Regions from separate parts of the Mus musculus genome. Here region 2 is linked to region 1. The links are chromatin contacts, called in public Hi-C maps. All regions are on one chromosome and are shown on one strand. The core of a region is the stretch at or near the end of the contact, and the rest is flanking DNA. Distances in the headings are between cores, read along the strand shown.

Region 1 (4,144 bases), core at 490-2,989:
TCACTTGGGAGGCAGAGGCAGGTGGGCATTGGGAGTTCAAGGCCAGCCTGGAGTGAGTTCTGGGACAGCCAAAGTTATTACACAGAGAAACCCTGTCTTGAAAAACCAAAGGGAAGGAAGAAAGCAGAGCTCTTTGACTGTCTTCTCACACTTCAATTCCACAGTACACCTCACCTGCCCTGGACTATTGATTATGCTTGATCTAAGGCAAAGATCACCTATCTGCATGCACCTGCAGCCAGGTTTCCACATCTTTACAGCAAGAAGATGGCCACAGAAGCTAGGAGAGAGCACAGAGTGGCTGAGAGCCATTGAACCCTACAGCCCACATTGAGCCCAACATATGGATGCTTTCCTTTTGTCATAAAACACCAACTGGAAGTTGAATGAATCTTCATTTTTTAAGCACACTGCTTCCAAACCAAAAGCACAATTGATGTGAAACACCATGCCCAGAACTGAGAGAACTTGTCTATTAAGAAAATGGTCTTTCAAAGTTTCATAACACAGAGCTAAATCTGAAATGAAGTGAGAATTTTTTGACTTGGTTATCCAGGAGTGTATTAGTTTATCTCTAGCTATAAAGGACTATTCTGCTGCCTAGCCAACAACTTCAGTTTGAATCTACATGGGTGTTGAAAATAAATTATTTTCCTCTTTCTCTCTCTCTCCCTTTCTTTCTTTCTTTCTTTCTTTCTTTCTTTCTTTCTTTCTTTCTTTCTTTCTTTCTTTCTTTCTTTCTTTCTTTCTTTCTTCCTTCCTTCCTTCCTTCCTTCCTTCCTTCCTTCCTTCCTTCCTCCCTTTCTTTCTTTCTTTCTTTCTTTCTTTCTTTCTTTCTTTCTTTCTTTCTTTCTTTCTTTCTTTCTTTCTTCTCTCTCTTTCATTCTCTCTCTGTCTCTCTCTTTCTCTCTCTGTTTTCTCCCCTCCCTCCCTCCCTCCCTCCCTCCCTCCCTCCCTCCCTCCCTCCCTTCCTTCCTTCCTTCCTCAAACTTCAAATCCTCGTCAAATTTCCACTCACCTATCTACAGACACTGGAATTCAGGGGTCATTGAGGTTGGGAATGTAGCTCAGGACAGGACACTCGTGTAGCTAATGCTAAGGCTCTGGGTTCAATTTCCTAGCAACATACACACACACACACACACACACACACACACACACACACACACACACACAGAGTAGAGCAAGAGCCATTAAATGGCTATTTAAAAAGTATATTTTCTGATTCTCCTTCCCACAAGCAGTGAGCTCTGGAACTGTGCACGCTGTACTTCCCATGTGTCTTTGAAGCCTCCCTCCGCTTCCTCTCTGCCCTTACTGCTGTGATCCTGGCTCAAGCCATCACCAGTTCTGTCCTAGGTAGCCTTAACTGACAGCTTGACACAGCGTATAGTCACCTAGAAACAACTCCCAAATAAGAGACAGACTGGCTCAGATTGACCTATGGGCATTCTGGGGAAGGCTGCTTTCTTTATTAGTAGGAGCACTCAGCCCATTGTGGGCTGTACCACCCAGACAGGTGGTGATCGGCTGTTTAAGAAAATTCCAGGAAGTTCAAGCCTGGAGTGAGCCAGCTAGCATGAGTTACTTTTGGGTCAGTGTTTTATCACAGCAACAGAAAGGATGCAGAGCAGCTCCTGCTTGTCGCTGCTGCAGTGGCCACTTATCCCATTCCCTGCCTTCACTCTCACGGGGTCACACTATTTCTACTGAATTTTAGTAAAATTCAATAGCAAGGTCACTTCCTCAATTGTCACAGTGCTTGGTCAGCTCCATGCAGTCCTTCCTGCCCACTGTTCCAGACAAGGAAGTCAGCATGTTCTTCATTGCAAGATGCTCTGGTGACAATCAACCTCTCTCTACACTCTTGGCATCCGGCCCCTTCACAGGAGAATCTGGTCACCACTGACTCGAAGCCCTTAGAGCCTGCCTCTTTTGGAACCAGGAAGGACCTTTATGTCTCAGTTTTCTCCGTGCCATTGGTCACTTGGTCTCTGCTCACGTTTCATATTTCAGTCCTCAAAAGTATCAGTGTCCATCTTCCTTGGGGCTTCTGTACACCTTATTTTCACAAATGAAAAGGACATACTTGATATCAAGGATCACACACAGATCTTCTGTGAAAACCTTGAAGGTCTGCCCCTCCCTTCAAAAGTTTTTGGACAGCAGGCCTTTGCCTCATCACCAAGTCATGATCCACAAGGGCAGAGATAGGTCCTTATGTTCCACACTGGGCCCTGACAAGCCTCTTTCCCTCAAAACTAAGTGATATCAATGTTAATCGGGACCTATTCCAACTAGCAGAGCCCGATCTTACGTATTTAAATATGCAATTTCCTTATTATGAATAGTCCAGAATCATGTGAATTCAATTTTAGGGAAAAATGTTTTTAAAGTGGTAGGTCTGATTTCTTAAAATAGCAGCACATGACCTTTCCAGTTTCCTAAGTGAATTACCGCAGAAACCTCTGACATTTACAAAGTAAATAGACTAAGTCGGGTCTCATCAATAATGAGACCTGCTGTTGTAAGCATGGCTGTAGGAGACAAACGCAAGTGATGCATGGCGAAGCAAATCCCTGTCCAGTTACTGTCAAAATAACAAGGGCCGAATGAAGTTATGGGGAATGATGGCCCCGATCCAGACATGCCCTTCGGAGTCAGAACAACGACAGAGGAGAACGAACAGTGTGGAGAGGTTGGGCATTGCCCCCTCTGGGTTATGAGTCCACAGTGAGGGAAGAACAAGCTTGGGCACACGGGAGTATTTTAAAGAAAAAAGGGTTATATAACAATATATTTGTTTCATTTAATTTTGGTGTTAGTTAACGTAAACATTTTTCTGGTTATCAAAAATCAAAGTAAAGGAACAATGCGGCGCACCATGCTTTTGATAATTTAGTATCTTATTCATTGAGCTTTCCTGGGTCTGGGTGATAGTTTGTGTAGTGACAGAGTTCTCTGTGTAACTTCTTAGTAGGCATAGGGGAGAAGATTTTTTTTTTTTTCAGAAGGACATGACCACCAGCTCCAGATAAGCAAAAATTTGGTATTTTCATGCCTAACAGTTCTAAATGAATAGTCACTCAAATTTTATGTTCTTCTCTAGGGGGGTAAATTATGATTTTTATTCTTGGTAAAAATAGATCCCATACAAAGATTTCTAATATAATGTCTGGAGAGAAAAACAAAACAAAATGACAACAAAATAGTAAACAAAACAAAACACGGGATCAAAATGATCATTTTCCCTTAATTTTAATAACTTTCATATGAATCTGAATTTATCTGTCCACAGCATTGTTTTAGTGCTACTAGTGACTCAACACACACACACACACACACGCTCTCTCTCTCTCTCTTTCTCTCTCTCTCTCTCTCTCTCTCTCTCTCTCTCAAGGCAGCTCATGTCTAGCTGCAATGATCACAAAGCCAATTTCTCTCCCATGGCTAGGCTAGGATGCTCTTTAGCTAAGAAGCAGCAAGGACAACTTTTACAGAAGGGTAAATAGAACTATTGCTGAGAGAATGAAAGGTCAGATGTAACATACCCCAGTACAGAAAACATTCAAGTAAACAGTCATTGAGTTAGTACAAAGTACTGTGTTCTGGGTTAGCAGACACACCCATGGCATGTTTACCAACCTTTAAAGCTCTGAATACCTAGGAAGAAGGATATGCAGGAGCATCAGGAAGGGGACTGTGGGTAGAAATAACCCACACTGTTCATCCGGAGAGAAAGAAGTACAGGTATAGTGGGTGTTAACACATCCACCCAGATCCTTGAAGGAGAGTTGGCTCCTTAAAGAACAGGTATGCAATCTGGAACTTAGTGGAGAAGCTAGATAAAAGAGTTGAGGAAATAGCATAAGGAACCCCCACCCCCACCCCCAGGTATGGCCAAGTAAGTCACAGTTAAGAAATAAAAATAGAAGCCTTTCTTTCTTATGGCTGGAACTCAGGATGGAGGATGGGAGAGGGCAGGCGTGAGTCTCAGCAGTTCTGTTTGCTTTCCATCAGAAAGCTGGCTGATAAGCAGTACAAACGTAAAAGACTCTTTGTCCTGGAAAACAGAGCCAAATCTACAGTGCATGGGTGACTGAGCAGGTGAAGTCAGAACGGTGTAACCCTCTCCTAGTGTCCT
Region 2 (4,144 bases), core at 1,110-3,609, 130 kb after region 1:
ATACACTAGCAAGCGTTTGTTGCAAGGACCGTGATATAGCTGTCTCTTGTGAGACTAGGCCGGGGCCTAGCAAACACAGAAGTGGATGCTCACAGACAGCTATTGGATGGATCACAGGGCCCCCAATGGAGGAGCTAGAGAAAGTATCCAAGGAGCTAAAGAGATATGCAACCCTGTAGGTGCAACATTATGAACTAACCAGTACCCCGGAGCTCTTGACTCTAGCTGCATATGTATCAAAAGATGACCTAGTCGGCCATCACTGGGAAGAGAGGCCCATTGGACAGGCAAACTTTACAGGGGAACGCCAGGGCCAAAAAATGGGAATGGGTGGGTAGGGGAGGTGGGGGGGGGGGCTTTTGGGATAGCATTGGAAATGTAATTGAGGAAAATACGTAATAAAAAAAAAAGAGGAACATAATACAAAACTCACAGAACTTTCCAAGAATTAAACAAGAAATTCAATAATGTTAGCATGGTATCTCCATAAATACTCTACAAATGGGACACAGTCATTGCCTAATAATTCTTCGCTCCTTCAGAGTTAAACTGTATGTATTTACTAACTGTGCATATACATATGCCATGTATTTACTATGCATATACATATCATTTAGGCATAATTATATATATATATATATACATATATATATATATGTGTGTGTGTGTGTGTGTGTGTGTGTGTGTGTGTGTGTGTGTGTGTGTGTGTAAGGTACTGTGCCAGTGGTTGCATCTCTCTTGTTTACTACAGACTCCCATATGCCTTTGAGTGGCTTATGTGAAGTGCTAATCCTCAATGTGTGTAGGAGTAATGGCAGTGATTCCTAGTCTGACTTATTAAACATACAAACAAAAAGAATTGAGCACAATAATTACTATATTGCTTATTATACACATTTTGAAAAGTGCTGTAATGTCTGTGCACGTCTCTTAAGAGGAATCAAACATGGTCTTTGCTGTGGCTTCTCTACAAGTACTAGGGATGGAACCCAAAGAAACACACACTAGAAACATATCATTAAGGTATAATATATATAATACTTTTTACACATATATATTCACCTATAGTATGTAATAATATTGATTGTATATAACACATCATATGTATTATGCATATTGTGTATGTGTAATATATATTACATGTTATATATGCAATATATGTGATATATGCAATATTGCATGTTACATATCCTACATATTACATATCCATAATATATTATGCATATTTTATCCTCGATTATATGTGTATATATGTGTGTATATATGTGTATATATGTATATATTCACACTTTTAAGGTTGAGCAAGCTGTTACGCTCCAGAGATGCTTAACATAGGTTTTGCTTTTGTAATTTAAGTGTGACTGGAGAGAGTGCTATCCCTCCATGTCTGACCTCCCCTCTCCCTTCTCAGACACAAAATAAAGGAAACAAATCTGTGCAAAGATGAGATTTAGCATCTACACACTAAGTGTTTAACTATATATAGATCATACTACACAGAATACCAGTTAAGAAAACCAGAACAGCACCCCCATTCTACCCGCTTAAGGGAAGTAGCCAAAAGAGGGTAGTGGAAGGACAGGGAGGAGAGAAAGTGACACAATTCTACTTCAAATTAAAATAAAGTTTAAAAGAGAGGACTGTGTAGAGGGAGGAGTGTAGCTCAGTTGGTGGAGTGCAGGCCCAACATGAACAAAACCTTTGGTTCAAACCCCAGCATGGAGCAAATCGGGTGTGGTAGCACATACCAGAATGATAGGTCTTGGGAAATGGAAGCAGGAGGGAGCACCAGAAATTCAGGCTTATCTTTGGCTAAATACTAATTGTGAGGTCAGCCTGGACTATGTGAAACCTTATCTCAAAAATCAATCATCAATCAATCAATCAATCAAACTTGGATTCCTGTTATATAACAATGAGGAAATTTTAGAATGCAGGAAACACACATAGATACTCTAGTGTACTCGGTGTCCCCAAGGATTTGTGAAATACTTCAGAATGGAGTGCAGGACATAGGCTTCCCCGAAGGTAGACACAAGAGCCTTCCCTACCTGACAGGTTTGTTTTCCTGCCTCACCCAGCCTGTGAGCATTCCATCTGCCCAAATCCCCCAGTGTTTTGGGAAATACCACACACAGTATGGTGATGCATCAGACCTGGAATCAATCAAAGGCACTGCTTCCTGAAATGGCCTTCGAGCAAGTCCATGGGAAAGGCTGACAGCTATGCTAACCAATCATGTACCTTGACAGCTTTACTCCCTCTGGAATTCTAAAGCACCACGAGTGCCCTGCAGGTCAAGGGAATGGTGATCTGTCTTTGTACAAATCTCATGTCAGGAATTCCCCTCTCTGGCTTCCTGGAAGGGAAGCACTGCTTGTCTGCTGCTGAGAACTGGGGCTGGGCCTTCATTGTTAAGGGGACTAGAGGTCTGACAGGGTGAAGTGCCTAATCTCATCCCTGCCTCTTCTGGCACAGACGTTCCAGCCAGCCATTGTGTCTCCTCTCTCTAAGAGGTTTGCAGAAGGATGGGAGGCGATGAACAGCCTGGGAAAAATGTGATGGGTAAAACAAAAACTAATATCTGACCATTTGTCCCATATTTGGCCGTAAAACCCTTAATCTCTTTACATCTGTAAAAAGCAGGAGATCCAGTGAAAACTTTTAAGGAATACAACCATCCAGAGTGGCTCCCCTAATGGAGAGCCTTCAGCTTGTTAACTTAAACCAATCCCTGGTATGCCAGTTTGGAAAGTTCATTGCCAGTCCTTAAAGAAATCCTTATGAACCTCAGACTCTAAGATTTTCCTTGGGAAGCCTATAGTGTAATTCTCCATATCGCAGGTGGGTGGAGAACTCTAACCACAGAAGTGAAGTCGCAGATTTTCAGTCGTGTAAGCAAGGACATCTTTGTACACTGCTTTTAGAGAAGCATGAAGGGAAAGACGGCACAGCGCTGCTCCTCCCCTGTGTGAGCCTTTCCAAACCATCATCTCTCATTTAATTTTACTAGGCTGCATCGCAGATTCAACACTGTCTCCTTAAGAAACCCAGCACTATCAAAGGACAGGGAACTTTGAGAGATACTTTCACTTCAGCTTTTATTCTTCCCCTTACTCCTGAGCAGAGACATTCAAAACTCTAAGCCTGCAAAAATATTCATTCAGGGTGGAGGGATCATATATACATTTATGAAAAGACTAGAGCAAATACAGTCATCACCAGCAAAGAAGACCTTTTAATTTCTTGTGTCAATTTTAATATTTAAAAATTTTCTGCTTGGAGTTTTCATATGAAATAGTTTTAAAAATAAAAAAAAATGATGCCACAGGTTCAAAAGCTCTGCTATTTTAGAGTGAGTCTGAAGAACACGTATATGTTCCTTCCTATGTCACGATGAAAAGAAGTTTAGTGCTCTTCAGAAAGTCTTTAATAAGAGTATAATGCTAAGAAGTAATCTTTGAGAGTATTAGTTGATGCCCTGTTTTTAAATCCAGTCTGTTGGGCACAAACTACAAGGTCAATTGTGAGCAGATTAAAGTTAAGCAAATGATCAATGCAGGATTACATTTCACTCTTCAATTCCCATTTGAAATGTATGAGAAACCTCTGCTGCCAACGTGGCTGAAGCTGTAGCCACACTAATAACCAACATGTGTTATCATGAAGGTTGTAGATACGCCCTAAACTGAAAGCACACAGACCTAATTAGTGAGCTAAATTTATGCACATAGCTGAAACACTCTCAGCGTTTCAGTTCACAAAATATTTCTTCCAGCGCTGCTCATCCAGTCTCATCCAGATTCACCCTTCTCCCAGCCTTCTCCTCCAGATATGAACACCAGCCCAAGGAGCCAGAGTTGACTCAACCCTGATGAACGAATGAAAACTGTTCAGTTTAGCATCCTCTGTGGTTTCCCTGAGGATGAACATCATTTCTGTAGAACAGCGACTAAAGCAAGGCAAGCGGTGCCTTCTTCTTGCCATGGCAAGCAAGGGTTTGAGCAAGGGCAACTAAAGTAAAAGTGGGAAGGGAAAAATCCAAGATTTCTGACAACAGTAACACTGTAGCAAAAGCCTGCATTTATATCCTGTAAATAGCTTCCTGCTTTCAACTTACTTACTAAATAGGGGTGTGTGTCTG

Evidence for each region. A called contact is a pair of places that touch in the nucleus more often than the background predicts.
Region 2: a Hi-C map of bone marrow-derived macrophages shows a contact between it and region 1, with 29 read pairs. The contact joins two enhancer-like sites. A contact is called at or near these places in 1 of 15 datasets of contacts at CTCF or cohesin (large pre-B cells), 14 of 484 Hi-C or Micro-C datasets (the AML12 cell line, B cells, bone marrow-derived macrophages and 8 more) and 2 of 115 datasets of contacts at active chromatin or transcription factors (memory CD8 T cells and neural progenitor cells).

Annotation. Positions count from the first base shown.
Region 1 is chr10:53,926,307-53,930,450 of GRCm38.p6, forward strand. The region is part of intron 8 of Man1a (mannosidase 1, alpha); the gene reads right to left. Among named protein-coding and RNA genes, the nearest start is that of Man1a, 150 kb to the right of the region's middle. Within about 2 kb of position 1,740, at least 46 of the 459 cell types and tissues checked have an H3K27ac peak or open chromatin away from gene starts, as enhancers often do. A contact at or near this core is called in bone marrow-derived macrophages and liver, where this site is marked.
Region 2 is chr10:54,056,997-54,061,140 of GRCm38.p6, forward strand. The region is part of intron 2 of Man1a (mannosidase 1, alpha); the gene reads right to left. Among named protein-coding and RNA genes, the nearest start is that of Man1a, 17 kb to the right of the region's middle. Within about 2 kb of position 2,360, at least 61 of the 459 cell types and tissues checked have an H3K27ac peak or open chromatin away from gene starts, as enhancers often do. A contact at or near this core is called in bone marrow-derived macrophages and liver, where this site is marked.